Linked DNA regions of Mus musculus: regions 1, 2, 3, 4, 5 and 6 are each linked to region 7. The links are chromatin contacts, called in public Hi-C and HiChIP or PLAC-seq maps. All regions are on one chromosome and are shown on one strand. Each heading gives the region's core, a stretch centred on a gene start, on an enhancer-like site or on the middle of the called end of the contact. The rest is flanking DNA. Distances are from core to core; before and after follow the strand shown. Region 1 holds the start of Golt1a (golgi transport 1A). Region 2 overlaps Pik3c2b (phosphatidylinositol-4-phosphate 3-kinase catalytic subunit type 2 beta). Region 3 holds the start of Ren1 (renin 1 structural). Region 4 has its middle 8.6 kb from the start of Plekha6. Region 5 overlaps Sox13 (SRY (sex determining region Y)-box 13). Region 6 has its middle 26 kb from the start of Gm51648. Region 7 holds the start of Btg2 (BTG anti-proliferation factor 2).

Region 1 (3,961 bases), core at 74-2,573, 770 kb after region 7:
CCTTCAGACCTGGCTCCTGCTTCCCACTTCGGCTTCTTTTCTGGGACACTCCCCAGGCACCAGAGAAATATTCTTAACTTTTATCCTTCCATATCTCCACTCCAGAAAATTCCTCCACACAGGCCCACAGGACCACTTCCTATCTCTGTACGGCTCACATCCTGGCCCTGTCTTCTCTCGCCTTGGAAGGGTCTCTTCATTGCTGCTCCATCCTCTACAGTCTACTTTACCTCAGCAGCCAGAATGAGCTTTTCATATGCTCTAACCTTTGCTGTCTACACACTGGTCCAGCATGGGCTAATACAGTGGTCCAGCATAGGCTACCTTTCTGCCTATAATGTTTCAGCCACACCAGTCTCTTGGTTGGGGCTCGCACACCGCAGATGCAATGTCTCAGGACCTTTGTGCTGGCTGTTTCCTCTTCCTGGAACATTCTGCCTCCAGACGGCTGCATAGCCTACCTTCTCACTTCCTGTAGTGCTCTGCATTAATGGCCCTTTGCAACAAAGCCTTCCCTGGACAGAGGATATGAATACCCTCACACGCATTCACATCCTTCAAACTCCACGGCCCCTTTAAGAGTAAAGAGTTTTGTGTTAGGCTGGCTCTTGTTACTATGTGACCTGCTAGGCAGTCACTTCTTAAGGTAATGGCTGCCTTCCCTTGCTAGAAGGTAAGCAGAGGGCATGCCTGCCTTAGTCTTGATATTCCCGTCTGTACTGGCACAGTGCTTGGCACAAAGCAAATGTTACCATAGATTCACTGAGAGAAAGCAGGCTCAGAAGCTAAGCAGCTCAGCCAGTGAGACCTTAGCTCTCCCCTCCCTGTGGACAATCGGCTCCTCCCAGGCCACCTCCTACCTAATTCCCCTAAAGGAAAAGTAGGGATGTTTGGGGTGAGGATACAGACCCAGAGCCACAAAAGACCTTGAGGTTTTGGGGTGATGTCTGAATGGGCAGAGGCATCCAAGTTCTCAGAACTATAGGTGAGATGGGCTTCGGCCTGCTGTGAGTTTGCCTCGGGTGGCCCCACCCTCTACAAGGCAGAGGTCACACCTGCCCCGCCCCGCCCCTGCTGCTTCGAGGATGCCAACAGAGCAGCTTCCAACCGCTGGCTCCAGAGGTCACATCTGTAGGTCCCAGCAGAAGAACCAGGTTGGGAAGAGCGAGTGTTCACTCACCCTAGTGGGGACCCCTCCACAGCCCCACGGGCTCCCGCCAGCCAGGCCACTCACTCTGCCACTCGGTGATGGAGATCATGCTTCAGTCCACGGGGGGGCCTTCCTGGTCAGCTGGCTAGTGGAGAGCCCAGAGGACCGAGCCTGAGCATGTTCCAGGGTGGCTGACCCTTGGCAACAGGGACAGAGCCGCAGGTAAATCATTAACTCTCACCCTCCCACATTCCCCACACAAATGGCTACTTAAAGGTACAGACCTGTTCTGAAACTAACATTCACAAAGTTCTTGCTGGCCCACCTCCTCTGAACAACGTGGGAATGGAAAGGCAAGGGTCTGGGCACAGCTGGTTTTCTCGGAGAGGTGGAATGGCGCCCCGGCCCTTCGGATTTTATTTTTATTTTTTTTAAGACTATCTCTCCTGCCTAGACTGGAACTCACTATGAAGACCAGGCTGGCCTTGAACTCACAGAGATCCACTTGCCTTTGCCACCCCAGTGCTGAGATTCAAGTCATGTGTCACCACACCCAGCTTTAAAATGTGCTGGTTATTTATTTATTTATTTTGGTTTTTCGAGACAGGGTTTCTCTGTGTAGCCCTGGCTGTCCTGGAACTCACTCTGTAGACCAGGCTGGCCTTGAACTCAGAAATCCCACTGTCTCTGCCTCCCAAATGCTGGGATTAAAGGCGTGTGCCACCATGCCCGGCCTATATATTTATTTTGTTGTTTTGTGCTAGCACACGTGAGAGATACTAGGGGCACAGACTCATGAGTAAAACTTATATCAGACCTAAGGGGAGTCAGATTTATATAAACCAAGGGTGTAGGTGTCACGTGGAGTTAGGCAGCAGAGACTTCAAGTTCCTCCCTGTCCCTCATCTCACCCCGCCCCCGCAGTGCCCTGATGGGGTGGTGAGGTTGAGCAGGTGGAGAATTGTTCTCAGGAGAAGACGAGATAGATAGGGAACCTGTGTCGATCCACTGAGTAGCTAGATAGACATGGGCACATCATTCCGTGTTCTGCAAGCCTGGCGAAGAGGCAGATGGGGCCTCAGGGGCCAGCCCAGCACTGAGGACCACTTGCTGCTCCTGCAAGGGAACCCAAGAAAGGCAACCAGGAGTGGATCCCCTGATAGCATCAGACAAAGATAGAGAAACCAGGGTTTATATAAAACTTTAAGTTTAAAGGGTCAGGCCTGAAGGATAAAGGCGCTGTGAAAACTCACATAAAGCTGGAGGGAGGGATCCAACGCCACAGAATTGTCCTCTGACCTCTGCATACAACGGAACATCTTTAAAAATTAAGGGAAAATGTAAAGAGTGGAAAAATACGAAAGTTTTTAGTACTTTTTTTGAGATAAGGTCTCACTACATAGTCCTGGCTGTCCTGAGACTTGATATGTACATGAGGCCGACCTGGAACTCACAAAGATTTTTCTGAACTCTGCCTTCTGAGTGCTGGAATTACAGCATGTGCCACCATGCCTGGCTTATCATTATTCATTTTAATTATATGTATGCATGTGTGTGTGTGCACGTGCATGTGTGTGTGTGTGTGTGTGTGCAGGTACCTGTTGAACAGGAAGCTTTAGAGCTGAAGTTAGAGGTGTTGTGAGTTGTCTGACGTGGGTGCTGGAAACCAAATTCAGGTTGCGACCCTTTAATACAGCTGCTCATGTTGTGGTGAACCCCCAACCATAAAATTGTTTTGTTGGTACTTCATAACTGTTGGTTTGCTACTGTTAGGAATTGTAATGTAAATATGTGACATTCAGTATATCTGATGACCTGAGGGGGTCATGGCCCACAGGTTGATATCTGATATTTGGGATATCTGATGTATGACCCCTGAGGGGGTCATGGCCCACAGGTTGAGAGCCACTGGCTTGAGAACTCTCTTCAATGATTCTGGGGTGCTCTGCTCACCTTGGGCAGATGCTTTGCAACCAGTGTCTTTGTTTTTCAGCAACACAGTCTGACAACACTGAAAGAACTCTCGATTGCAGGAACTGTTATAAACTGCTATAATAATAATAATAATAATAATAATAATAATAATATGTGTTGCCAGTACACATATTATTTGATAATTTCGAGACTATGTCACAGTCCATTGAAGTTTCTTCACAATAATCTCACAGAGGTGCTTATGAAACTTATTCTAAAAAGCTTAAAACCCCACACAAACATTTTAGTAGTATGATGAATTGACATTGAATAAGCTTATATGAGAAGCGCTTTTTAGCTCAGGCATTGACACTCTAAAGAGCTTTGCCGAGGACCAAGGCAAGTCTTATTTTGGATGTTTGTGCTGCTCAGTGCAACAACGAAAAAGCTAGCCAGGGATTTGCTGTCCATGCTTGAACCAGCTAAAGGCTCTCTTGCAAATCTTCTAAACACCCACTAGGGGGCAGTACGACAGCCATTAAAACCGGAAAGCTCTAATGTCATGCATGAGACCTTAGGGTTTCTATTTAAAATTTCTGTACCTCAGTTTCTTAGCTAAGAATAGTACCTACCACACTGGGGCGGCGGGCATTACTGAGAAGCATATACCAGTGCATTGATCTGGGCACCCTGATTAATCATATAAGCACTAATGAGATAGTTATTGCTATTAACATTCTAGTATAGTTATATAAATTACTATCGTTGTTATTAGTCTTCTATTAATAGGCTGTTATATCTAAAAATTATGCTTTTAAACTGCTCCCAAAAGATATCAAATATCAGCTAGGAATACTCTTTTCCATCACTTCCAATGTAGCCCACCCAGGAGCAGGG
Region 2 (4,080 bases), core at 1,217-3,716, 990 kb after region 7:
TCAATCTTGGGATAGGATCAGAGACGCAGACGCAGCAAGGAGGAAGGAGGCAGTGTGAGTGAAGGTACTTCCTGGGTCCCGGCTGTTCTCTCACAGGCTTCTGCTCCTGCCTCTAGCCTCCCCTTCCCTGAAGTAAAATAACCCTGATGTCTGTGGTGATCCCCAAAATCCCAGCTGTAACTTTCAGCAAAAATTGAAAGGCAACCATAAGAAGCCTAGTGTGGTGGGTCACGCCAATAATCCTAGTACTCGGAAAGACTGAGGCAGGAGCATCGCTGCAAATTTGAGGTCAGCCCAATCTACACAGTAAGTTCCAGGCCAGTCAGCAATCATAGATAGAGAGGCCCTGTTTCATCCAAATCTTCCCCTCAAAAAAAAAAAAAAAAAAAAGGAAACATGGGCTGGGTTAACTCTCTGAGAGTTTAAGGCTAGTCTGGACTACAAAGCAAGTTCCAAGACAGCCAGGACTGTTACACAGAGAAACCCTGTCTCAAAAAACAAACAAACAAACAAACAAACAAACAAACAAAGAAACCAAAACAAAACAAAAAAACCCCAAAACGAATCAAAAATGAACAATGGGGAAGGTAGGGAAAGGCTGAGTTGAGATGCTTAAGGAAGACAGGATAGGCCCCACTTCAAAACCCTGAACGGCATTGACAGGGCAAGCCACTGAGAGTACCCAGGCTGAAGCTGGGGACCTCCTTGTGTGGTCCCAGAGGCATCCTAGCCTGTCTGGATCTGGTAGCACACAGTGAGTGAAGGCTCTATTAACTCTAGGGCCTGTGATCATCTGCTCTGAGCCACCAAAACATACATCCTCCTAAAGTGGGCATCAGAGCTGAACAATCCGGTTCGGTTCTCTAAGGGGCTCTGCTCTCTCACTCAGCACCTGACCCGTACCGGGCAGAGCCAAAGGTAAAACCATCTGCTAATGGAGTTGTATTCTGGATCTTTCTTCTTCACTGTCTGTTGGTTTTGCCACCCCCTATTCCACACCACAGCATCTCATGGGCTCGAGAAATGGGAATCACAACCAGGATTGAGGCAGCTTCTCTCCCACCCTCCCTCCAAAGAGAACATGTCCCTTGAGTGACTAGTGGGAACACTTTCCCTTGAGCCCTAAGAGAAGGGAGCGCCCAGCTGGATCTGACCTAGAAACATGAGGTCTCAAAGCAAGGGGAGCCATGGGTGGAGAAGGCCTCAGACCTAACTTTAGAGGATGCTGTGAAATTGAGGGAGGGGGATGTCTTCGACTCATGCTCTCCCATTTACTGAGATGCTTGGCCACATCTCATCCCATGCCCAGAGTTCCTAGCTGGGTCTCACCTGCAGGATAACACTGTCTGGCTGGTGGAAATTAGGCGCACTCCAGCGGGCACCGGAGTTTTCCTGTGTCGCTGGCCACAAGCCCAGGAGCTTTCGACCACAGGTCAAGACTCTAAGGCAGAAGGAGGGTAAGATGAGCCAACAAGCGGTGCCTACGCTGGGGGTTTCTCTCCTGCTCTCTTGTCCCCAAACCTTTTCTAGTTGAAGCTTCTCCCCCACTCCTGTCCCTTGGATTATCCCCAGAGGCCACAGGTCTTACTTCAAGCTCTAGGAGGGCTCCCATGGCAGAAAGCCTCTCTGAGCTTGCCACTCAGGTGACCCTTTGGCAGGGGTGTCTCCGTGCCTGGGTAGATGACCTCTGAAGTCCTTCTGATACAGGACCCCGTGACTTGTTACAGGGATAGTGTTTTCCCACGCCCCTCCCCCACCTGCCAGGTTACATCAATAGTCCGGGTCACCAGCTCTGTGCATTGACTTCTCTACAGGGATGGGGACCTCTGGGCTTCACAGTGAGCGCCATGTGGCCAACCCTTCTCAGGGAGTACCGAGTATAACTACCAGGCTTTATCTCCATCCCCCTTGCTCCCTTCCAAGGCTAGAAGCTGTTCCCCTGGCGCTCACACGTACTGCCTGAAGTTGAAGAGAGGGGTAGTGACCCAACCCAGAGCTTCAGGCACCCGCTTCTGCTTATTCGCTTCAGAGGAACCCCCAGGAGGGGGAACGGGCAGGGCATAGAGTGTGGCACACAGCAGAGTCTCCCGAGGTAGCCTGTTCACCTGCACTGGAAAGCAGATCCTAGGAAACAAGGGGATCAAAGTCAACAGCCTTGGGGGGGGGGGCTGGGGGCGGGGGGTGTAAAGTACAAGCAGAGAAGCAGCCTTCCACTCGGGTGTCACATATGTCCCAAGGCATGCCTCCCAAGGGACCAGGACAAGTCTCAAGAGCCTCTCTAGGAAGAAGCACCAGGTTCTCTGTCCCACCTTTCCTAGCCCCAGGGACCCCCCAAAACAGAGTCATGGGAAAAAAGAGAAGGGGCTTTTCAGAGAAGAGTGAGAAAGGAAACAGGCCAGGCCAAGACACGCATAAGCAGCATAAGCAGCGCTCAAGGCCAGATGTTCTTCACGGTCCGCCCTGACGGGGCCACACCCAGCCACACCCTCTGAGTTCAGGGTAAGGAGATTTGGGTGTGGGGAGGTGGAGAGAGCTGAGGGGCTGGGGAAAAGAGAGCCAGGGCCCACCCTGTTACCTTTCCGGGAAGCTGTCCCTGGGCCAAAGTCCACACTGCCACACCCTCCTGGCTGGCCCTAGGCCCGACTGCTGCTACACCCAAAGGGCACAGAGGCAGGGCCGCCACCCCCAAGGTCAGAGGTCACAGATAAGGCAGCCTCCCTCTTCACTGCCCCTCACTCCTGGGGAAAGTCTCCACTCAAAGAAGGCACTCAGCAGCCGCAGACTGGCACAATCCGGCTCTGCCCCAGCTGCTTCTACCCTGGGGGCCCCACAGCTATAATTAGGGCCCCTTCAGCAGCCAGGGGATATGCCAGGCTGGGTCTGGCCGGAGGTGACAGAGCATGGCTGCTGGGCCTATTTTGAGAGCAAGCTGATCCCATGTCCATCCAACTACAGTGGGAGGGAGAAGCAGCTGACCCCACAGCCAGGGAGAGGAAGTTGGTCTGGTCATCCAACAAGAGGAAGAGCTGACCCGTGGTATGGCCGTAATCCCAGCTCTTGGGAGGCTGAGGCAGGAGGACGGCTGGGATTTCAAGGTCAATTTAAGTCTGCATGAGTATGAGACCTTGCCGTGGGAAGGAGAGAAGGAAGGAAGGAAGGAAGGAAGGAAGGAAGGAAGGAAGGAAGGAAGGAAGGAAAGAAAGAAGGAAGGGGCAAACTGCCTTACTGAAACCATAATACAGAGAAGCAGGCAAGGCCTCCCCTTCCTCAGGTCCCAGTGTATCTGGGATTCCAATATGACCTTTCTAACCCTATGCCTCGGCTTGGTCAAAGGAACCACTACTTCTCCTGAAGAGCTGAGTCTTCTGGCCTAAGAAATTCTCCTCTCGGTGAGCCCTTCTCCAACACTATAGCACTGGGGCTACTGGGGTTGTGAGGTGCTGGGTGGGGCTCCTGCTTGGCCACTCACAATCTTGAGCATCTGAACTGACAGCTCCGCCCTTGGCACGCTCACCAGGAGAAGAGCAGCCTATATAGTTTGGGTTCTTTCTGCTGTGTGATATTAGTTATTACTCTGGACCTGGCTGATGTGACATAGATAGCATTTTCACACAAATATCCCCCTGGGCATTAGTCACTGCCAGCCACCTGGAACAGAGAAACAGGAACTGAGACGGTCAGAGCTTAGATGATGAGGACAGAAAAGGAGAGTGCATTTGCTTACCAAGCAGTAGATGGTGGACCAGGTTTGGTCTCTTTCCCTTTCTCAGTCTATCGCTCCCTCTCTCTGTCTCTCTTGTCTTATCTCATTATTTCACTTAGGCTGGTCTTGAACTCGTAACAATCCTCTGGCTTTAGTGTTTTAAGTGCTGGAGTACAGGTGTGGCACCCCATGCTCAGCTATCCAAAGTACTTTCCTATTTATTGGTTTGTTTCATCTTTGCGCCACTCATGAATCTAGGCAAACTCTCTACCACTGAGCAAGTTGTTTTCTTAGTGTCCTAACAACTCTGCCAAATCTTGGAGAGCACTCCTAGAACTGCCTCCATTGCAGGCTGTCTGTCATCTACTGAGGATGGC
Region 3 (4,132 bases), core at 1,561-4,060, 730 kb after region 7:
AGCTCCCTGAGCTACTCCTGGCCACAGGCCAGCTGCCTGGCACGCACCCTCATACAAACCACATGACGGCTAGCTCCCTGGTTTTCGGCGGCAGCGGCGGCGGAGACATTGAAGGTTCACAGGGATGAAGATGACTCAGAAATGCCAAACAGAGACAGTCCAAGCTCTGTCTGTCTGTCTTTCCTACCCAGGACTGCCGGGACCAGGCAGACTGTTTTGCAGTTGGAGGAAGATGCCACCAGCCCTGAGCCAGGGCTTTCCCAGACATCCAGAGAGCCCTCTTTCTTCTCCAGTGTGAGCCCTAACCTTCCTCCCAGCACTCCGTGCCCTCACCTCCCAGCTTTGCCCATATTTCACACCTATCCGAGTAATCTCCAGCAGAAATGACTTAGTCCTAGCACGGTTTACAAGTATTTCCACTCTTGTTTTAGTTGACCCCAGCCATCTCACCAGATGGGTGTGTTTTATTTCCCCACTCTTCAAGGGAGGAAGACAGGTCTATTCTCCACCATTTCCTGAAAAGACCCATGCTTTGCTGTTCTTTATGACCCTTCCTCTTTTAGAAAACCTCTATGTTGTGTGGTAGGGCATGACATTAGTTTCAGTACTCAGGAGGCAGAGGAAGGCTGATCTCTGTGGGTTTGAGTCCAGTCTGGTCTATATAGTGAGTTCCAGGCTCCATAATGAGGCTCTGTCCCAAAAGAAAATAAACATAAAAACCCCCTTCTATTCCTCTCCTAGATCCTTAATCTTTCAAGACATGACCTGAGCCCATACCTAGATGCTCTCACCAAGGATCCCAGCCAATGGGTCCATTTCCCCTGAGTGCTCTCCACAAGCCTAGCCTACAGGGACAACGGGGATAGAGCCACCTGATGCTGAGGGCATGCTGCACGGTTCTGAGCATTCACTAACCTCTTCGTCCTCTGGCACCTTGATGGTTGTCTTGCCTAGTCACAGCTCAGGCTAAGCGTGGAGGCTGGACATTGTGTGTATGTAAGGCAACGGCCTTGAGAAGAAAGCCCATTGCTCAGCCCCTCAAGGTGACTTGCTCAATACTTTACACAGAGCAGGGAGCACAGAACCCCACGCCCTCTAGTTAGTCCCACACTCTCTGCTGCATGCTGGGAGCAAGATGGCGGGACTTTGGAAACAAAGACCAGTGGGTCCTCAGACCTTCCTGGAGGACATCCCTAGGATCCCCATCTGCAACATGGGTGCTGATGTCTGGAGACTCAATTTAGGATGAAAGCAACCCACCAGCTCCTAAGCACCAAGCAGATTCACAGCTCTCACTGCCTCGACTCTTTCAGGACTTCCTCATCGTAGTCCCCAGACCATTGCTGGGTGAGCCTTCTCTTGCCTCTGCCCTGCTCCTGCCTCAAGAAGCCTTGTTCCCACAGCCCTAGAACTGCACTAAATGGCTGTTTCATCCTCCCTCGTGGGGCTGCCAGGAGCCTTCCCTTTCCTACACTCTGTGGTAATCCATGCTGTAACCATGGCTTCTTACACCGTTCCCCGCCTGGCATCGGAAGTGCTATGCGTATCCTCTCATCAAATCTTCAAAGCAGCCGGTGAAGCAGGCTCTGCTTTCATCCTGTTTTTGAATGGCGGACTGAGGATTGGTGAGATTAGCTTGCTGCTTACCCTCATCTGTTGCTAGTGAAGCTTTTCAACCCAAAATTTTCTTGCTTCTTTATTTTAATGTTTATTTTTCTCCGTAGCATTCATGATTTCCTTTAAGGGCCAAAAGCCATCTAATGTGCTTCCCCGGGTCAAATTAACCATGCTGATTACCGTCATCCAATCCTTAACTGACAACCAGCTTCCTTTTGCAGACAATCTGTTACTGCCTATCCCAGATACACAATTAACATGATATTTTCCTCCTTAGCCACCCAAAGCAGACTTAAAGGATGCCTTCCAGGACTACATTCCTCAAACACCCTTGCTTTTCTAGGATCCTAACAACGGGCCAGGATGTGCTCCCAAGCAAACCATTGCAGGCTTAACGTTCCCCATCCACCCTATGCAGACATCCTGCTGCTAGGGTTCTGCTCCTCTGCTGTGATTACCCCACAGGTTTATCCCCACAAAAGAAAAGGACAGTGCCTGCAGCCACAGATCCAGTAGAGACAGCGCTGTCTCCTGAGACCTGCAGACCACAAAGCTGCCTTCCTCCAGACACCTCATCTGACGGAAGACTCCCGAGACACACGCTGAGATCCAGAGACACGAGCTGAACCCCACAGAGGACAGACTTGAGGTCTTCCAGCTACAGATGAACTCTCTCGCCAAAGCCAAAGGGCTGCTGAACTTGGGGGAAGTTACATGATCGCAAGGAAAACTTAATGTCTATCTAGATTAATTAACTGATAGTCATGTTACTCCTTTGGCCTACATGTTTCTTCTGATACTTCCACTCCACCCAAAATTTTTACCACAAATGACACAATCACTCCAGTGACCCCTCCCTTTTAAAAAAGTAGTAGAAGGGGGAGTTGTGGTACCCCTTAATTATGGCCGTCCACTAGGGCTTTCGGCTAGTCCCTAGGATTGTCAGAGCAGGATCATACATCCCTGACTGGCTGGCCAAAAGGACTGGATGATCCAACGTATAGACAGCTGAGGGCGTTAGTAAGATGCCAGTTCCTGTACCCTGCCACCCCTTCTCTGCCCAAGTTACCGTTCAAAGGTAGCGGTGCGTGTTGGGAGACTGAAGGTGCAAGGACTCCAGAGCAACAAGAGTGCCCAGAGAGGCATCCTCCTTCTGTCCATCTGGTTCAGCCAAGGCTTTCTAAGAGCTGTGTAGCCCAGACCCCCTGAGCCTTCTTTTATACACACCATGTATCACAGGCTCTGCTTTGATTTATTACCCCAGGGCCTGTGGGACCATGAAAGGCAGCCTGTTTTCTGGCCAAGGACCCAGCTCCATAATTCTGTGGCCATCAGTCATGTAGGCTGTCCAGACTCCACCCCCAGAGTTACCTGGCTGCTTGCCTCCTCCTCTCTCTCTTGTCTCTCTCCTAAAGCTCTTGTTTTCTTACTCTTACCTTTCGCTCTCCTTCTCCCCCTTCCTTCTTCATGGCAATGACTGGCTTCTACTTCTCTACCTTCTCTCTCTCTCTTCTACAATAAAGCTCTAAAACCATAGACTACCTCCTTTCATCTAGACTCACCATGCTGGAGTCATGGAATAGGCCTTCCCCTGAAGAGCTTTATCTAATCTCCCCCAAGAAGGCCTCCCAGCATTTCCAGCTGCCAGACCACCCAGTGCCTTCCCCTGCTGTCTGCCCGCCCAGTCTCTCTGAGCTCTGGTGAGTCTCGCCCACCTCCTTTATTTCCCCACGCCAGGTGCCCAACAAGGCCCATGGCAGGGCAGCTCTGATAAATCTTAGCCTGTGAGACCAAGCTAGGTAGGTATAGGATAAGCAGGACCTGGTCACAGAGCAGAGTGGTGGCAGGCATGGGGGTGTGGGAAGGGTGGCTGAGCCCAATGACTCTAGAGTCCCTGTTTGGCCTGGCCCCGCAACCTCTAGCTTAGACAGAGTCTAATGAGGAACTGTGCTGTTCAAGCATGAGGTCAGGGTACAGACAGCATAGACCCTGGCTTCAAACCTCTAACTCAGACCCTACCACTCATGCCCCTGAGCCTGCATCTTCTATATTAACCTTCAAATCACCCCTGGCTGGCTCCTCCTAGGCTCTGCCCTAGTCTTCCATCTTGATCATGGGTGATTCCTTTTGGCTGCTGCCTAGTTGGAAAAGTAACCTGTCATCTAACCTCTGGCATCAGGGAGAGGGGTGGGGTGTCCCCTCCTGGGGTTAGTGATAGTGGACAGAAGGGTAGCTCTAAAAGAAAGGAGGTCTCAAGCGCAGCTGGCTTCCAGCTGACCCCCTCCTACTGGCCCTTCACTCCCTTAGACCTATCCTTTTGCCCCCTTCCTTCTTCCCTGTACCCTCTCAGAAGCCTGGCAGAGCTGTCGAAGTGACCTGACCCTGGCTGGCAGTATTTACTCTCCCTAAGGTACCCACTCTACCCTTCTTCCTGATTATTTCTCAGGGACCACTTCAAATGGCCCATCAATTCTACAAGGGAGACCCTGACATCATGGACGGTCTTCTGCTGTGG
Region 4 (3,785 bases), core at 923-3,422, 840 kb after region 7:
GCACCAGCCAATCATCTATTTGCCTTCACCCCCTGGACACCTCTGATACCCACACAGGAGCCAGATCAGGTGATCTGCCTCTGCTCTGCTAAGGAAGCTAGAGAGCTGGAGGTGGCCCAGGATGGAAGTTGAGCCAGCCTGGTTTCAGTTATGCAGCGTGAAATTCCCTTCATATGCTCCATCTACAAGCTAACTCTTGCGTTTGTTTGCACTGCATTGAATTTGCATTAGTCTTGAGGTTTGGGGCTCTAGAACAGGCCCACTCCTGATCCTAGCTCCTCCAGTTTCTGCCTACAGAATTCTGGGTGGGTGACTGCACCTCTCTCTGTCTTCTTTCTCTCGGCTGTACAAAGAAGATAATGCCAGGATTTTACTCGTGGGTTTGCTATGGGATTAGAGGAGATTACACCAGTGGCGAACAGAAGACAACTGGCAGCATTTCATAAACATTCAGGGGCTGCCAATGACTGGATCTACCTTGACTCCCTGATGGTTCATCCCTCAGAGATGAAGGCCAGTTCTCAGTACAAAGATTCTTAGTTCAGCACTTTGTCACAGAAAGATGGATGCTTAAGAATTGGTCCAAAGGTGGGCATGATGGCGCACGCCTTTAATACCAGCACTTGGGGAGGCAGAGTCAGGATGATCTCTATGAGTCCTAGGACAACCTAGTGAGACCATGTCTACAGATAAACAAACAAAACAGAGAGAGAAAGAGAGAGAGAGAGAGAGAGAGAGAGAGAGAGAGAGAGAGAGAGAGAGAGAGAGAGATTTGGTTCAAAAGAAGCCGTCCATCAAGAGAACAATTACTAGAGAGAATCCATAACTGTATCCTACAGTAGGATGAGGCAGAAAGATTGCCATGTCTTCAAGACCTGCCTAGACTACATGGAAAGTTCCAGACCAACTGGTAAGACCCTGTCTCGAGAAAGAAAGGGAGGGAAGAAGGGAGGAAGGGGACCCAGAGACCCCCTACCTCAGACCAAAGGATCATCCAACCCAGAATCCTCTTCAGTGGCAGCCAGGGTAAGCAATGCCAGGGGGTCTCGGGTGGGATGCCTGCCCCTAGGAGAACATTTCCTGTGTGCCCCATCTTACTTAGGCATTGAAAAGTAAGTCAGCCCTAGCAATAGCATCCCTGGGCAGACGGAGTTGACTACAAAGTTCCACATTCCAGTGCTTTTGCTGCAACTGCTCAACTGTAGGGTGGGCTGGTTCCTCCTTCCTTGGGACACAGTGGCCGTGAGAGAAGGAATCCCGTTGCCACTAGAGTGAATGAGGGGACAGAGGAGGCCACTGTTAAGTGCTTCCGGGAAATCATCTATGAAAGCTAACTTCTCTCCCCACCTTAGAGATGCAGCTGCAGCTGGGGGGAACGCACTGTAAGAGGAGGAAAGTAGGCACGCACAGAGCTGGAGAGCATCTTCAGGGTGGACAGGGCAGGCCGAGGGCAGGGTGGACAAAGGTCAGGAAGCAATCGATTTAGCCCAGATGGTCCTTCAGTCACAGAGCCGGAACAGGCAATTCTCTAGCCATAAACAGCCACTCAGGAAGCCCCAAACCACACGCATGCACATGTGAAGACTCTGATGAAGTACAGCTGCTACCGGGTGAGCCGAGGCGTGTGGGAGGGCAAAGAGGGAAGGGGGTGGACACGTGTGTTGTGTGTTTCCAGACACGTTGGCTGCAGGAGCAGATTGGGCTTCATGTGACCTGAAGCTCAAAGAATCTGGGAGACTGCAAATACAGATTTATATATTAGATGAAGCTTTGGGAGTGAAGGCTCAATGCTAAGCCCTATCCAGTCTCCTGTGCCCCCCCCCCCCCAGTCTCCTGTGTCCCCCCCCTCCCCCCCCCCACCACCACTGGCATACACCCACATGCTGTGTTTCTCTGAGTTTCCTTGCCCCTGGCTCAGCACCACTTCATTTCCCTCTCACATCAAGCTTGGCTTAATCTGATTTATCTCCGGTGGCAAAGAACACTGAGAATCCCCACACCTGAGGTTAAATTCTGTCCTTCTGCTCAGCCAAGAGCTTGGATTTCGCATGCTCCCTCCCCTTTCCGGTGTGCAGCCTGGGCATCAGAAGTTTGCAGGGTAGAGTCCCTCCCCACTCCACACACTTGCTTTGAGCAGCCCCACCTTCCCCAAAAGGGCACTGAGAAGCCTTCCAAGCTGCCAGGAAGGGTGGAACCTCAGCTCCACCCACTGCCTGGCCCCTTACATTCCAGCCCTGCGCCCAGAGTTTGACCTCTTCTCTGGCTGGCTGCAGATATGTTCTGTTTTAAATAGCCCAGCTCATGCCCTCCCAGCCCCCCCCAGACCATCCTCTGGTCTGCACACACACGCACATGAGCACGCACACTTACTGGCTCCAGAAATGTCAGGCAAGATGAGAGGGAAGAGTATCTGCAGCACCCTCCATAGCAGCCCTTAGAACACAGATCCTAGTGGGCCTGCCTCCTCCTGCCTGCTCAGTCTGCTACACACATGGCCAGCCGAGGAGAGGGGCTCAGGGCCTGGAGGAGGGACAATGGGCAAAGGAAGCTCTGTACTCTGGAAGCTTCTCCGGTGTTATCCCAGGTCAGTGGGGTGGGTAAGCACAAGGCCATTGCCACCCACAGAGAAGCCTCCAGGTTCCTCCCTCTCAGCTAAAAGAAAAAGTAAAAAACTTCAGAGACAGGGTAGAGATGAAGACAGTCACATGGACTGTGTCACGAACTGTTGAACATACCCTTCCTACTCCCTGCTGCAATGGGGCTCGTCTGGGATGCACCATATGACCTGTAAGCACATCCCTCTGGAAAAGCAAGGCTTGTCTAGATGTGAATTGTATGTGTGTGTCCGCCCACCCTGCCACTTCTTGTGCAGTCAAATGAAGGCCCCGTGTCTTCTTTGCTGTTTCTTCAGATGAGGGGGCTACAGTCTGTGAGACATGGTTCCAAATTCCCAGGCCTAAATCCTCATGGTCCCATAAAGAATTAATTCCATAGTCACTCCCTAAACGGATTTTAACTTAGGGCAAACAGGATGACTCTGTCTTCCTCAGGCTCCGAGGAGTGCATGGCAATGGGAGGGTTCAGTTATACTACAAAAGATGGAATTTAGTAAGTTCTGAGCTTCCCAACTACAAGGCTTTGAGATGTTCCTTCCCTGATGTCTGATGGAACAGCTTAATCCGCCCTTTACTAAAAGGATCCCATTTTACCAATGGGCAAAGGAAGGGATCAAACGAACAGCCTTCAAAGTCTGCATTCTGGGTCCTTTCCAGGCACAGGGAATAGCCACGCTTGGGCTCCTTCAGTCACACTGTCATGCTTCAGTCACGAGCCTCCTGGACCTTGAGGTCAGGCAGGAAAAATGCCAAAGCAAGCTGTCATCTTTGATCAGAGAAAGCTCTTTTTGCAGTGGTCAACCATGACTATAGAGACTCACAAGGTCAAAGTACTGAGAATAATGGCTACTGAATGCCCACTGTAATGAGACGTGCATATTACCCTCTCCAGGGCTATCACAGGAGAAGGGGCAGAAAGTGTGTGAGAGCTGGAGGAAGGGGTGGGGGCCGTGAGAAATTCTGACTTCTGGGCAGGACAGTGGCCAATGCACTCTTGACCTCCCAGCAGCTGTCATTACCTGCACAGAACTGTCAACACCCTGTCGTGGAATTTATATATGGTTAACACTGACGGTAGAGGGAGAACATTTCCTTCAATATATAGCCAGTGGCAAAGTACCCCTGCTCAGGTTGGAAAGATGGCTCAATGGTTAAGAGCACTGGTTGCTC
Region 5 (4,117 bases), core at 1,006-3,505, 680 kb after region 7:
CCTCTCTCTGCATCTTGTGCGGAGGGAACGGGAACTGTGCATCTGGAGGGAGGAAGGGCTGAGAGTGAAGACTTTTCTTTGATCCCCATTCACCTGGGTCTGTGGCTGGGTGATTAGAAAAGGAAGTGGCTGGTGGCTTGTTTGGGGCAGAAGGGGGTTGGCAGAGAGTGGGAGTTGGAGTGGGGAAACCGGCTTGTGGGGAGAATGGGGGGGCAAAAAGGTGGCACTCTGCCCCTCCTCATCCTTGGAGGGGCTTCTCCACCCCTTTATCCAGACACTGGATTCAAAGTCCCAGGCAGCAGTTCAGAAACTCAAGGGAGAAGATGGCTGAAGCCCCCTCCTGTGAAGGGATGGCACCCTTTGAGGATGCTTAGTGAGATAAAGTTAAAGAGGAAGGAGTGGGAGACCTGCGAGGTGGGCTTCCTAGGAGAGAAGGAAGGTAGAGGAGGCGCTTACTGTTCAACCTCCTTGTTGGTGGAAGGCCTCTGACTGTAGTTCTGAAGTAGGGCTATCCCAAGGAGCACACACACTTGACTTCTCTAGGCCTCGCTATCTCCATTTATCTAAAAACTGGGATGCTGGACAGGAGGGAGGGCCACAGATAACACAGGAGAACTTCCACTGAGCTGGGTGCTGATGAGCGGTATCTGATTGATGGCTCCTGGCTAGGACTTGGGGTTACAGAATAGGGTAGAACTGGGGGATCCCATAGTTGTCTCCTGTGCACTGAGGGCTTTGGGTTTGGGGAATCTGGAAAGAGGGAAATCCCCTGAGAAGGCATGGCATGCGTTTTGCAAGGAAGGCGTTATTAAGGAGATTGATAGGGTCTTTAGCCCCTGGAGAAGAAGGGGCTTCAGGGAGGCTCCTATCAGGTCTATAAGAAAGCGCTTGTCCCAGCAGGGGAGAAAGAAGGAGGAATGAGCTCGCTCTGCTACTGCTGGTGTCCTTCACACAGAGGAAGTACAGGGAGCAGCATCAGTCTCCCTTGCTCCAGGCACTGTGCTAGGACCTGGGGCTACAGTGATAAGTGTAAGGTGCATGGGTCAGGTTCCCAGGCAATGGGGGAGAGCCAGAAACATCCTCAGGCATTCTGAGGCATCACCAGCTGTGATTGGTCCTTTGAAGACCAAGTTCAAGGTACCTTGAGAATGTAAAACAGGCACATTTGATAGGTTACCTCTTCATCTTGGGTTCTCTTATCCCCATTGTGCAGTGCAGGGAGTCCCAAGATGCCATTTCCTGATATCAGATAACCCTGTGTATGACCTGAAGGTATTGGGTGCGTATGGGAAAACTGGAAAAGGGCATCCACGGGAGAAGATGGCCTGAGGGACACGCTGGAACTCAAGTACGTGCTGCTGTGTCTATAGATAGATAGATAGATAGATAGATAGATAGATAGATAGATAGATAGAGATGAGATTGGCTGTGCTGCTCAGTGGTAGAGTACACACTAGGCTGGTGAGGTCCTGGGTACAATCCCCATCGAAACCCCAAACAAACAAAATGATAAAACGAATTAGGTGACTCTTGGGTGCTGAGGCAGGTGGATCTGAAGGTCAGTTTGCTCTACACCGTTAGGCCCTGTCTCAGGGAAAGATATTTTAAAAAAAGGTGAGCTCAATGTTTTGTCTAGTGCTAGGAAAATGGCTCAGAGATTGAGAGTGGTTACCGCTCTTGCCAAGGACAAGTGACCAGGTGGCTTACAACCACTCACAGTTCCAGCTGTAGCTCCAGGGGGATCTGATGCCTCTGCCTTCAGCATGCATTTATGAGTGCACACACACACACACACACACACACACACACACACACACACACAATTAAAAATAAAACAGATCTTTAAAAGATGTAAGAGAGGAACAAAAAGAGAGGATGTCCTATCTAACCTAACCCATCAGTTTGTACCCACAACTCGTTAGCTTTGGGACCCTTGGTGTGTTTGATACGGCACATTCCTACCGGCACTAGCTGCATTACTGGGGCTCAGTAGCTAAATGTAGCCAGTAGGGCTGGTTCTGGGCAGTCAGGACAGGCAGTGGACTCTTCTGTTTCCCCCTCAGTGGGGTGGATGGATGGTCACCACGTCCAGTGGGGCAGCACTTGGCCTCGGCGTTCATCTGACCGTGCTCTCTGGCTGCGGTGGCTGTGACTGCTTGCACTGAGGTAGGAGTTGGAAGCCCAGAGGCTGGGCCTAATGAAGAAGAAAAGCCCTTGGGATCCAAGTGTGGCCAGAGGAGGCGACCTGGTGGCAGCCAGTGGGTGTGGGACAGAGGTGGCTGAGAGCCGAGGGATCAGAAGCCCACAGGCCTTCATTGTGCGCCTGTCACACTTCCTCTGGCTTTATTGCTTTTGTCCAACACCCTATTGTCTGGTTTCCTTTTGTCCCGGCTTTCAGCACCACTGCCTTTTATTTTCCAGCCAGCCTGGTTGTTTTCATTTCTTTTGTCTGAAGTTCCTGAGAGGAAGGTTTTATTTTCAGCGGTTTGATTAATTCACAGCTTGAGCCCGGGTTTGTTTGTTATGTAATTGTTGCCCTCAGCTCCGGGGTAATACCCCGCCCCCACTCCTGCCCCCTGCGGGGCCTGGCTCCCAGCCCCTCCCCAGCCGGATGGGCTGAGCTGCCTGCTTTCTGCAGGTTCTCCAGGCACCCCCAGAACCCCTGGGCCTAACTGGGCTGGGGTCTCTTTTTTTCTCTTCATCCAGGTGAGATGGGGGACCTCTGAGGGTCCACTAGCCCGCTCTCGCCCTGCTCTCTCTCTTCTGGGTTGCTGAGGCACCAGGTGCTCAGAAAGTGGGTGGGGGAGTCTGCTGTGGTCTGATCTGAAGGGTGCAATCAAATACATACGTGTCAATTATAATATTCTTGTAACTGGTCTTAAGACACCTTATGTATGTGTTCTGTTGTATACAGAACTGTAACATTATATAATTGAGTCCACAGTGCCAGAGGGGTTGGTGTAAGCTATAGACTACAGTATACCCTGTACCGGGTTGATGTGATGGACAGATGCACTTGTCCCTTTATTTTCGCTCCACTGTGATCTGAAAGTATAAGATGGAAAATTCTACACGTAAATAATTCATAATGGGTTTTTCAGTTGTCTTGCTTTAAATGTGTTTGTTGTGTGTGTGACAGGGAGGAGGTATTTGGCGTGTATGGCAGTCAGGTGACAATTCTGGAGTGGTTCTTACCTTCGACATTTTTTGTTGCTCGAGCTCAGTCAGCCAGGCTTGCACTGTTGGGCAGCAAGCGCCTTTGCCTAGGAGGCTTCTTGATCTTGTTTTGGAGTTTTTAAAACAGCCTCATGAGCCCAGGCTGCCCCTTAACTGTTATGTAGCCAAGGATGACCTCAAACTTGTGACCTTCCTGTCTCTACCTCCTGAGGATCACAGGTGTGTACCACCAATTCCAGCTTTTGTGGTTGTTTCTTGAGATACTGTGTCTCCGTGTATAACCTTGGCTGTTCTGGAACTCACTCTGTAGACCAGGCTGGCCTTGAACTCAGAGATCCGCCTGCCTCTGCCTCCCAAGTGCTGGGATTAAAGGTGTGTGCCACCACCTGGCTGTTAGGTTTGTTTTGGCACACCCAGTTAGGTATAGTGCTGGGGACCGAGTTTAAAACTTTGTACATACTAGGCAAACACTCTACCCCTGAATTACATACACTCCTTTGTCATACTCAACAGCGGCCCCAACCTGAAGTCACAGGAATGCTGGAATCCCAGTGCTTGATTGGACAGTCTCATCAATTTAAGAACACTTAATTTGCCATGCAGAAAATCCGGGTTTGGTTCCCAGCACCCACACAGTGGCTCATATGACCTGTAATTCCACTTCAGGGGATCTGACGCCTTCTCTGGCTTCCGTGGGCACATGCATGTGCACAAAAATTCACTCAGGCATACATACATCCACATAAGAGGTGAAAGTTCTCCATAGAGGGAAAATTGTTTGCTAAAGTTGATAAAACCTAGTGAGAAGACACCGACTGTGGGATGGTGAAGAAAGGAAAAGGATTTTGTTGTTTTTTTTTTTTAAAGATTTATTTATTATAAAATAAATATGTGAGTGTACTGTCTCTCTCTTCAGACACACCAGAAGAGGGCATCAGAT
Region 6 (4,039 bases), core at 1,025-3,524, 890 kb after region 7:
TTGGGCTTCTTACTGGTCAGCACCGTCATGGCATTGTACAAAAGAGCGAGAAAACGACAGGATGTTTACTCCGAGGCCTGGTGGAAGCCTTTTCTGTCAGAAATGTCTCCCAAAAGCTGGACACCCATAGGCATGGTGCCAAAAACTCAACAGAGAATCTGTGTTCCATTACATTCAACTGAACCTAGCAAGCAAAAGACATTCTGGATAAGATTGGGTGGGGCAAGGGTCTGGATGGATGTTTACTGCACAAGGCTAGCCCTCCTACTCACCTTCCCCACCTGACTCCCCTCACACAAGACCCAGATTCCTTCAGCTTCCTCTTTCTGTATCATTCCTAAACCCACCCCTTCACACCCCAAGACAATAGACGAAAAGCACCCCAGTTCTGGATGCACTCCAGGTCCTCTCTCTGTATCTATCACTGGGTGTGGTGGTTTACAACTTTAATCTCAGCACTTAAGAGGCAGAGACAAGCCAGTCTGTGAGTTCAAGGCCAACCTGGGCTGCGCTGTGAGACCCCATTTCAAAAAAGAAGAGAAGAGAAGAGAAGAGAAGAGAAGAGAAGAGAAGAGAAGAGAAGAGAAGAGAAGAGAAGAGAAGAGAAGGGAGGGAAGGAGGGAGAGGGGAGGGAGGGAATAGCTCAGGATGACAGACTCAGTACATTTGGTAGTTTGAATGAAAATGGCCTCCATAGGCTCTTAGGGTGTGGCACTGTTAGGAGGTGTGGCCTTGGTGGAAGTGTGTCACTGTGGGAGGGTTTTGAGGTTTCAAATGTTCAAGCCAAGCCCAGTGTCACTCTCTCTTCCTGTTGCCTGCTGATCCAGAGGTAGAACTCTCAGCTCCTTCTTCAGCACCATATTTGCCTGCATGCTGCCATGCTTCCTACCATGATGATAATGAACTAAACCTCTGAACTGTAAGCCTGCCCCAATCAAATGTTTTCCTTTTTAAGAGTTGCTGTGGTGGTCGGGCAGTGATGACGTATGCCTTTAATCCCAGCACTTGGGAGGCAGAGGCAGGTGGATTTCTGAGTTGGAGGCCAGACTGATCTACAGAGTGAGTTCCAGGACAGAGAAACCCTGTCTCGATAAAGAAAAAGAAGAAGAAAAGAAAAGGGAGAAGGAGAAGGAGACGAGGACGAGGAGGAGGAAGAGAAGGAGGAGTTACTATGGTCATGGTGTCTCTTCACAGCAATAGAAACCTAACAAAGACAATAGACAAAGAATAGACTGTGAACCTGAGCAATATACCTGTTGAGGTCCCAAGTTGGGGACATGCCTCTGTGACCGTAGCAGATAGAGTGACCGCTGACCCTTGGTTAACCTCACAGATAGGAGCCGCAAGGTCCGGACAGGCAATACTCGGTGTGGAACGTAAGAGAGAGCCTGGGGTTCCTTGCAGCCTCTCTGTGTTTCTCAAACTCCATGTGGTGACTCACCAGTGGGTGTGAAATCAAGAGAAGGGTCAAGGCTATATTTAGAAAACGGTGTGGGGAGCCTTCCTGGAATAGAGCAGGAAGCTGTGGCAAGTGAAGGTAGCATGCTTGTTATTAGAGAAGGATAAATCTCATATCGGCTTCTCAGCAACATCCCATTAGGCGGCACCTTTCAGACTTCCTTAACTGTGTTCAGAGTTCTCACCTGTGTGACTTGCTCTCTGTCCTCAGCAGATTGGAATGCTAAGCTCCTTAGGAGTTAGGAGTCACATCTCCCAAGTGCCAGCCCCGATCCCAGGCTCTACCACCAAACTAGGCTCAGACCAGGAAAGCAGGTGACAGTCTAGGAAGTATCCACCAATGAAAAAGATTAAGGTGGAAAAAGAGGGGACCCACCATGGACAGATGGTGGGGATTCCCATCAGCCCCTCCACTGCAGACTGAGTAGTTATGCGGACTCCCATCAGCCCCTCTGTTTTACAGATGAAGGGGTGGGGAAAGAAGAGCTAGGACTGAGACCTGTGTTTGTATGGCCCTTGCCAGGAAACTCATACACATGTGGGAACATACATGTGAGGGCAGAGACAACACAGCATCCTGTTTTTGCCTTTCTCAGGATTTTCCAATTCCCTAAAGGAAAAAGAAGGCTGGGCACACCCATCTTCCTCTTTGTCCCACCCTATATCCTTCTCCATCTCTTTTGAGGTTGATTTTTTTTTCTCCCTAGCTCAGTACCCCCTCCCCCAAATACCAGCCAACTGGTTACCCAGGCAACTCAGCTGGGAGGCTGCCAGTTACCGTGGCAACCCAGCATGGCCACCGGGCTGTCTTGCATAGGAAGGTCAGGGGACCAACCAGGCTACCAAGCAGCTGGGAGGTTGCTAACAGGACTGGCCCAGGCTGAGAGGCCTACATGCCTGAGGGAATTAAGTTCCTGCTGTCTGGGACCTCTGTTTCCCATGAAGCAGCCTCCTCCAGTAAGGAGCATGAACCACACGCTAACCTCCCTGGTTCTGTCACCCAAGCCTGATCCTGCCAGCCAAACTTTTTTTTTTTGGGGGTCTCTTCTAGTCCTGGTTGGCCTGGAGCTCACTATGTAGAACCCTGTCAGCCAACCTTTTAGGTTTTATTTGTGTGTGTGTGTGTGTGTGTGTGTGAGAGAGAGAGAGAGAGAGAGAGAGAGAGAGAGAGAGAGAGTGTGTGTGTGTGTGTGTGTGTGTGTGTGTGCTCGAGCGCACGCTCTCTTTCACACATGTCACAGTGTGCATGTATAACTTAGAAGGCAGGAGTCAGTTTTCTTTCTTCCACCACGTGGGTCCCAGGTATGGACCTGAGATTCCTAGCCTTGGGAGCAACCCCTTCACTTGCCAAGCCACCCACCACTTTTTTCACTGTCACTGTCACCTCTCACAAGAAACAGTTTCTCAGACTGAGTAGCCACCGGCTGCTGGTCAGCCTGATTCAGGATTCCCCTCTTCCCAACACGCGCAGAAGTCAGCGTATTCGCAATATAAGTGTCTCTACGTGTACTCTCTAGTTCTTGCTACGCTGGTCACACTCTGGGTGTTATTGGTAAAGTTACCTTGATGGAGTACAAGTGTGTTATCTCACTTTGCATATGGAGCCACCAAAACTTGGAGAAATCCAGGGACTTGCACAAGGTCACAAAGCTAAGGTATGGACAGACTGACATCCTGAAACCCCTTGAGTGGCTTACTCCACCCCTCTCCCACCCTGCCGCACCTGGCTTTGGCTACTAGACTTTTTAGACATTAAATGATTATTTGGAGGCTGATTCATCACTCACACTATGCTTCATCTTCACCTCTAGGAAGAGGTCTTTCGTGTTCTTGCAGGATAGCTTAGAACCGAGACCCAGAGGTGTTTTCTGTTTTGTGTTTTGGAGACAGCATCTTGGTATGTAGTCCAGGATGGCCTAGAACTTGAAACCCCCTGAGTGTTGGGATTAGAGGGATGCACTATCACACCAGACTCTAAAACCCAGAGATTTAAAGAAACTTCCCAGGGTACTGAAACTATTTGGGAAAATCTTTACCTGTGAGGATCACCTAACAGGAGTCTCTTTCTGAGCCACGCTATAGAACAGTGGTTCTCAAAGTGTGGGTTGTGATGCCTTTGGGGTCAACTAAGCCTTTCACAGGGTTCAATTGAGACCATTGGAAAACAAAGGTATTTATATTACAATTCGTAACAGTAGCAAAATTACAGTTATGAAGTAGCAACAAAAATAATTTTATGGCTGGGGATCAGCACAACATGAAACTGTATTAAAGAGTCAGAGCACTAGGAAGGCTGAGAGCTGGCTCAGTGGTTAGAGCACTGACTGCTCTTCCAAAGTCCTGAGTTCAAATCCCAGCAACCACATGGGTGGCTCACAACCATCTGTAATGAGATCTGGTGTGTCTGAAGACAACTATAGTGTACGAATGTATATTAAATAAATAAGTATTTTAAAAAATAAGAAAAAATGGCTGAGAGCCACCACTGCTACAGAATATGATTCACTCAGAACAGTCATTTGCCCATCTCCTGCTCCCTTGTAAGACCTTGAATTTTTTTTTAACAATATTGTGGGACCCT
Region 7 (3,649 bases), core at 120-2,619:
ACTCTTTCCGGGAAGGTGCTTTGGGCATGGGAGGGGAAGGAACCCACTGAGATTATTTAGGGATGAAGAAGCCAACAGTCTTGGGACCAGGTCTGAGGAAGCAAAAAGAGGGTCTGGGTGCTATAGGGACAGTGATCAGTAGCTTTGTCTGAAAGGGGGAACAGGGAGGGAGGTAGCTTTAGAGGGAGCACTAGACATTTAGAGGGAGGGATAGAGCATGTGGGAAAAGGGACAGAAGTATTGATGGGAAGTCCACTGAAGAAAAACAAGCAGCAAAACAGACAGTGGAGAGAAAAGGGAAGAGGGAAATGGGGTAGGGTGGATACAGAGGATCCAGGTAGGGAAGCTGGTGGCTCAGACCAGGGATACAGGGAGAGAAGCCTGGCTTAGAACTCAGGGAAAACAGGATTTTACACAAGCCATGGCGCTAAATTCAGGCCCCATCCTGTGCAGGGCTCAGAGATGTGGGTGACAAGTTGCCCCACTCAGTAGTCTGCCTAGCTTCCTGGCACCAGTCCCTGAGCCCCTGCGTGTAGACAAGCCAGACCTGAAGCCTTTCCTCTGGGGAGCTAGTGTTTACAAAAGCCTCAGTGCACAAAAAGGAAGGAAAACAATCAGGGAAGAGGGAGGGGCAGGGAACTGATGGAAAACTTTGTACAATTCACACCAGATTACTTAAACACACACACACACACACACACACACACACACACACACACACACACACACACACACACAGACACTGCCATTTAAAGGAAAGTGAGTGCTGGAAAAATAACCCTACGGACAGAAAATACTCTCCTCGACACTCCTCCCACCAAACAGTGAGAGCTGATTACTTTTAGGCAATTACAGAAGAGGAAGAGCAGAATTTGTTGGGGGAGGTGGAATTATTATGGAAGCAAAAAGAATACAATCCCCATTGCTGAAAACACGAGGAACCCGTTTTGATCAGCTGGGGGGATGAGTGGCAGAGATGTTCAGGTAGGGGGGTGAACGGCTCTGTCAGTGTCTGTCAGGAGACATGGGAGAAATAACATCGGCGAGGGCATCCTGGAGGAGGCAGCAGGCAACCTGGGTTTTGGCGCTGTGCAGAGACGACGTCCGGGCATGCCCGGTGTAGCGCGCTTCCTCTGCCCAGGTCCAAGGCCCTCTCCCGCCTGCCTCCCACAGCACGGGAGTCCGGTGCTTGTTCCCAATAATGACGTCAGTGAGCGATGACCTCAGCGCCTGGGAGGCGCGGGCGAGCTGGCGGGCGGGGCGGAGAGGGGCGGGCGCAGGCGGAGGGGAGAGGCGAGACACCGGAGGGGCACGCCCCCATCCGCCAGCGTCGGCCAATGGGCGCCACCGACGGCTCCCCGCCTCCCCGAGTGGTATGAAAGGCGCAGCCCGGGGAAAGTCCGGGCAGAGCCCGAGAGGTGGCCAGACCGTCATCATCGTTCTAATACAGCTACTTCCTCAGCCACCGGTATGAGCCACGGGAAGAGAACCGACATGCTCCCGGAGATCGCCGCCGCCGTGGGTTTCCTCTCCAGTCTCCTGAGGACTCGGGGCTGCGTGAGCGAGCAGAGACTCAAGGTTTTCAGTAGGGCGCTCCAGGACGCACTGACCGGTGAGCACACGTCGGGGTCTTGGAACCACTCGGGCGCGGCCACTTCTTGCCTGGGGTGTCTTTATCACTGTTCTGTGACGGGGACCCCTACGCGAACAACTCCGGGTCTCAGATGTCTTTCTCTAATTAATCTCTGAGGCCACTGATGGTCCTCTGTCCCTTCGGTTAAGTCCCCGTCTCCCAGCCCTCCAGTCCCCGCCTCGCTCCCGAGGCTCCGACCCTCTTCCTTGAGTACATTCTGAGACCCTGACAACACCATGAGAAAAGTCAGTGTGTGTGTGTATTCAGAGTCCGAGCTCACCCTTATCTCCGAATCTTGGAGAACAACAGACCCTCAGGGGATGTGAAGCCAGGCCAAGCTGTGCGACTTTTATGCGCAATTGAACTTTCTAGACAACTCTTGAGTCCTAGCCACTGTTGCTGTATAGTCCTGAGCCTGTCATCATACAGGCCCATTCTGCCGCGTGTTTACCCGCTGCAAGTTGTAATCTGGGCCCCCTTTGTATTTTTTCTTTTTTGGTCCCTCTTCACCATCTGCCACCTATTGTAGTACAGAAAAGAGCCTGGTAGCCTAGCCAACTGCGAGGGCGGGGAGGGGGTGTGTGTGTTATGGAGGCAGGGTGTGAGGGACGGAGGTGGAGGAGTGATAAGCCACCCTTTAGCCTCTGTCCGCAGCTGTTATAACTGGTTGGTTGCCTTGGGCTGCGATAGCCATCTCTCAACATGTTGGCACAGATCTGAGGACCAACAGCTGTTTCATCAAAACAAAACCATTTTTTATCCCCTTACCTTTGCTAAAGATCTCAAAACTCTTCTGATGCGGAAGGGATGAGAGGCCTTGTGACTTGTTGGGCAACCAACAACATTGGCCGCTTACCTACCGGCTTTGAAATTTCAGTGCCTTGGTCGTCAGAGGCCCTGCCGGTTCTTGCTAGCCCTTCCTGCCTTAAACAGGATTGTGCCAAAAATATCCATGACCACCATAGAGCATCTACCTGAAAGCTCTGGGGCTGCTTTCCAGTGTACAAAAACTTGGAAAGGACCCAGGAATCTTTCTAAGTGGCAGGGGGAGTTTAAGGAGAGGCTCTTAAATACTGTCGCTGAGAAGAGGAAGTCTCCTCCCCAGCCCTCTCCCCTCATCCTCCCCTTGTGGTAAACATCAGAGAATGCTTTCTAACGGCGCATCTTCCTCTTGTTTTTTTCCACAGATCATTACAAACACCACTGGTTTCCAGAAAAACCATCCAAAGGTTCTGGCTATCGCTGTATCCGTATCAACCACAAGATGGACCCCATCATCAGCAAGGTGGCCAGCCAGATTGGACTCAGCCAGCCCCAGCTGCACCGGCTGCTGCCCAGTGAGCTGACCCTGTGGGTTGATCCCTATGAAGTGTCTTACCGCATCGGGGAGGATGGCTCCATCTGTGTCCTGTATGAGGAGGCCCCGGTGGCTGCCTCCTATGGGCTCCTCACCTGCAAGAACCAGATGATGCTGGGCAGGAGCAGCCCCTCGAAGAACTATGTGATGGCCGTCTCCAGCTAGATAGGAGCCACCCGACCCTGGCACTCTACTGTTCTCATGCTGCCCTGACAACAGGCCACCGTATACCTCAACCTGGGGAACTGTATTTTTAAAATGAAGAGCTATTTATACATGTTTTTTTTTTTTTTTTTTAAGAAAAGAGGAAAAAAACCAAAAGATTTTTTTTAAAAAAAAAAGAAAAAGAAAAACAATTCTTTAAAGGGAGCTGCTTGGAAGTGGCCTCCCCAGGTGCCTTTGGAGAGAACTGTTCTTGATTGCATCTGTGAGCCAGTGTTTGCCTAGGGGAATGGGTTGGGGATTGGCCTAGCCAAGGTAAAAGGGGATTCTTGGCTGATCCCCCCAGGAGGTGGTGGAAGGGAGCAAGGTTAGCAACTGTGAATGAGAGGGGTCAGGGTCTGCTCTGGGTTACCGTCCCAGCTGGGATGCCTGTATGCCTGGTCCCTCTCTTACTCAGGGGCATTCAAGCCTGATCTTAAATAATACTACATTGCCTA

The links. Hi-C and Micro-C count contacts between places; a contact is called where the count stands out from the background. HiChIP or PLAC-seq counts read pairs in DNA pulled down with a chosen protein or histone mark.
Region 1: a contact with region 7 is called in a FOXA1 HiChIP or PLAC-seq map of pancreatic cancer cells. The contact joins the promoter of Golt1a here to the promoter of Btg2 in region 7. A contact is called at or near these places in 2 of 39 promoter capture datasets (embryonic stem cells and pre-B cells) and 3 of 115 datasets of contacts at active chromatin or transcription factors (craniofacial prominence, neural tube and pancreatic cancer cells).
Region 2: a contact with region 7 is called in a Hi-C map of B cells, with 9 read pairs. The contact joins the enhancer-like site here to the promoter of Btg2 in region 7. A contact is called at or near these places in 1 of 484 Hi-C or Micro-C datasets (B cells) and 4 of 115 datasets of contacts at active chromatin or transcription factors (embryonic stem cells, pancreatic cancer cells and pro-B cells).
Region 3: a contact with region 7 is called in an H3K27ac HiChIP or PLAC-seq map of double positive thymocytes, with 2.6 times the contacts expected there. The contact joins the promoter of Ren1 here to the promoter of Btg2 in region 7. A contact is called at or near these places in 4 of 39 promoter capture datasets (the HPC-7 cell line, HPC-7-derived erythroid cells, cranial neural crest and 2 more), 5 of 115 datasets of contacts at active chromatin or transcription factors (double positive thymocytes, embryonic midbrain, embryonic stem cells and 1 more) and 1 of 9 other capture datasets (embryonic stem cells).
Region 4: a contact with region 7 is called in an H3K27ac HiChIP or PLAC-seq map of embryonic stem cells, with 3 times the contacts expected there. The contact joins the enhancer-like site here to the promoter of Btg2 in region 7. A contact is called at or near these places in 6 of 115 datasets of contacts at active chromatin or transcription factors (astrocytes, embryonic stem cells, forebrain and 3 more).
Region 5: a contact with region 7 is called in an H3K27ac HiChIP or PLAC-seq map of stem cell-derived stembryo, with 10 times the contacts expected there. The contact joins the enhancer-like site here to the promoter of Btg2 in region 7. A contact is called at or near these places in 3 of 115 datasets of contacts at active chromatin or transcription factors (embryonic stem cells, pancreatic cancer cells and stem cell-derived stembryo).
Region 6: a contact with region 7 is called in an HNF4G HiChIP or PLAC-seq map of pancreatic cancer cells. The contact joins the enhancer-like site here to the promoter of Btg2 in region 7. A contact is called at or near these places in 1 of 39 promoter capture datasets (hippocampal neurons) and 5 of 115 datasets of contacts at active chromatin or transcription factors (embryonic forebrain, embryonic midbrain, embryonic stem cells and 1 more).

Annotation. Positions count from the first base shown.
Region 1 is chr1:133,307,185-133,311,145 of GRCm38.p6, reverse strand. It overlaps Golt1a (golgi transport 1A), which reads right to left and starts at 1,323. Exons shown (of 5, transcript NM_026680.4): 1 at 1,235-1,323. The coding sequence starts at 1,259.
Region 2 is chr1:133,082,862-133,086,941 of GRCm38.p6, reverse strand. It overlaps Pik3c2b (phosphatidylinositol-4-phosphate 3-kinase catalytic subunit type 2 beta), which reads right to left. Exons shown (of 33, transcript NM_001099276.2): 13 at 1,957-2,124; 14 at 1,330-1,441; 15 at 1-5. Among named protein-coding and RNA genes, the nearest start is that of Gm51647, 8.8 kb to the left of the region's middle. Within about 2 kb of position 2,466, at least 77 of the 459 cell types and tissues checked have an H3K27ac peak or open chromatin away from gene starts, as enhancers often do. A contact at or near this core is called in B cells, embryonic stem cells, pancreatic cancer cells and 1 more, where this site is marked.
Region 3 is chr1:133,349,352-133,353,483 of GRCm38.p6, reverse strand. It overlaps Ren1 (renin 1 structural), which reads right to left and starts at 2,810. Exons shown (of 9, transcript NM_031192.3): 1 at 2,687-2,810. The coding sequence starts at 2,778. RefSeq lists cis regulatory regions at 2,855-2,883, 2,878-3,007, 2,946-3,032, 3,397-3,419, promoters at 2,788-3,034, 2,803-4,132 and a silencer at 3,169-3,507.
Region 4 is chr1:133,235,653-133,239,437 of GRCm38.p6, reverse strand. It overlaps a transcript of Plekha6 not described here. Among named protein-coding and RNA genes, the nearest start is that of Plekha6, 8.6 kb to the left of the region's middle. Within about 2 kb of position 2,172, at least 124 of the 459 cell types and tissues checked have an H3K27ac peak or open chromatin away from gene starts, as enhancers often do. A contact at or near this core is called in embryonic stem cells, memory CD8 T cells and pancreatic cancer cells, where this site is marked.
Region 5 is chr1:133,396,134-133,400,250 of GRCm38.p6, reverse strand. The region is part of intron 1 of Sox13 (SRY (sex determining region Y)-box 13); the gene reads left to right. Among named protein-coding and RNA genes, the nearest start is that of Sox13, 26 kb to the left of the region's middle. Within about 2 kb of position 2,255, at least 95 of the 459 cell types and tissues checked have an H3K27ac peak or open chromatin away from gene starts, as enhancers often do. A contact at or near this core is called in embryonic stem cells and stem cell-derived stembryo, where this site is marked.
Region 6 is chr1:133,186,371-133,190,409 of GRCm38.p6, reverse strand. It overlaps a transcript of Plekha6 not described here. Among named protein-coding and RNA genes, the nearest start is that of Gm51648, 26 kb to the left of the region's middle. RefSeq lists an enhancer at 917-4,039. Within about 2 kb of position 2,274, at least 105 of the 459 cell types and tissues checked have an H3K27ac peak or open chromatin away from gene starts, as enhancers often do. A contact at or near this core is called in pancreatic cancer cells, where this site is marked.
Region 7 is chr1:134,076,875-134,080,523 of GRCm38.p6, reverse strand. It overlaps Btg2 (BTG anti-proliferation factor 2), which reads left to right and starts at 1,369. Exons shown (of 2, transcript NM_007570.2): 1 at 1,369-1,612; 2 at 2,821-3,649. The coding sequence starts at 1,471. The coding sequence ends at 3,155.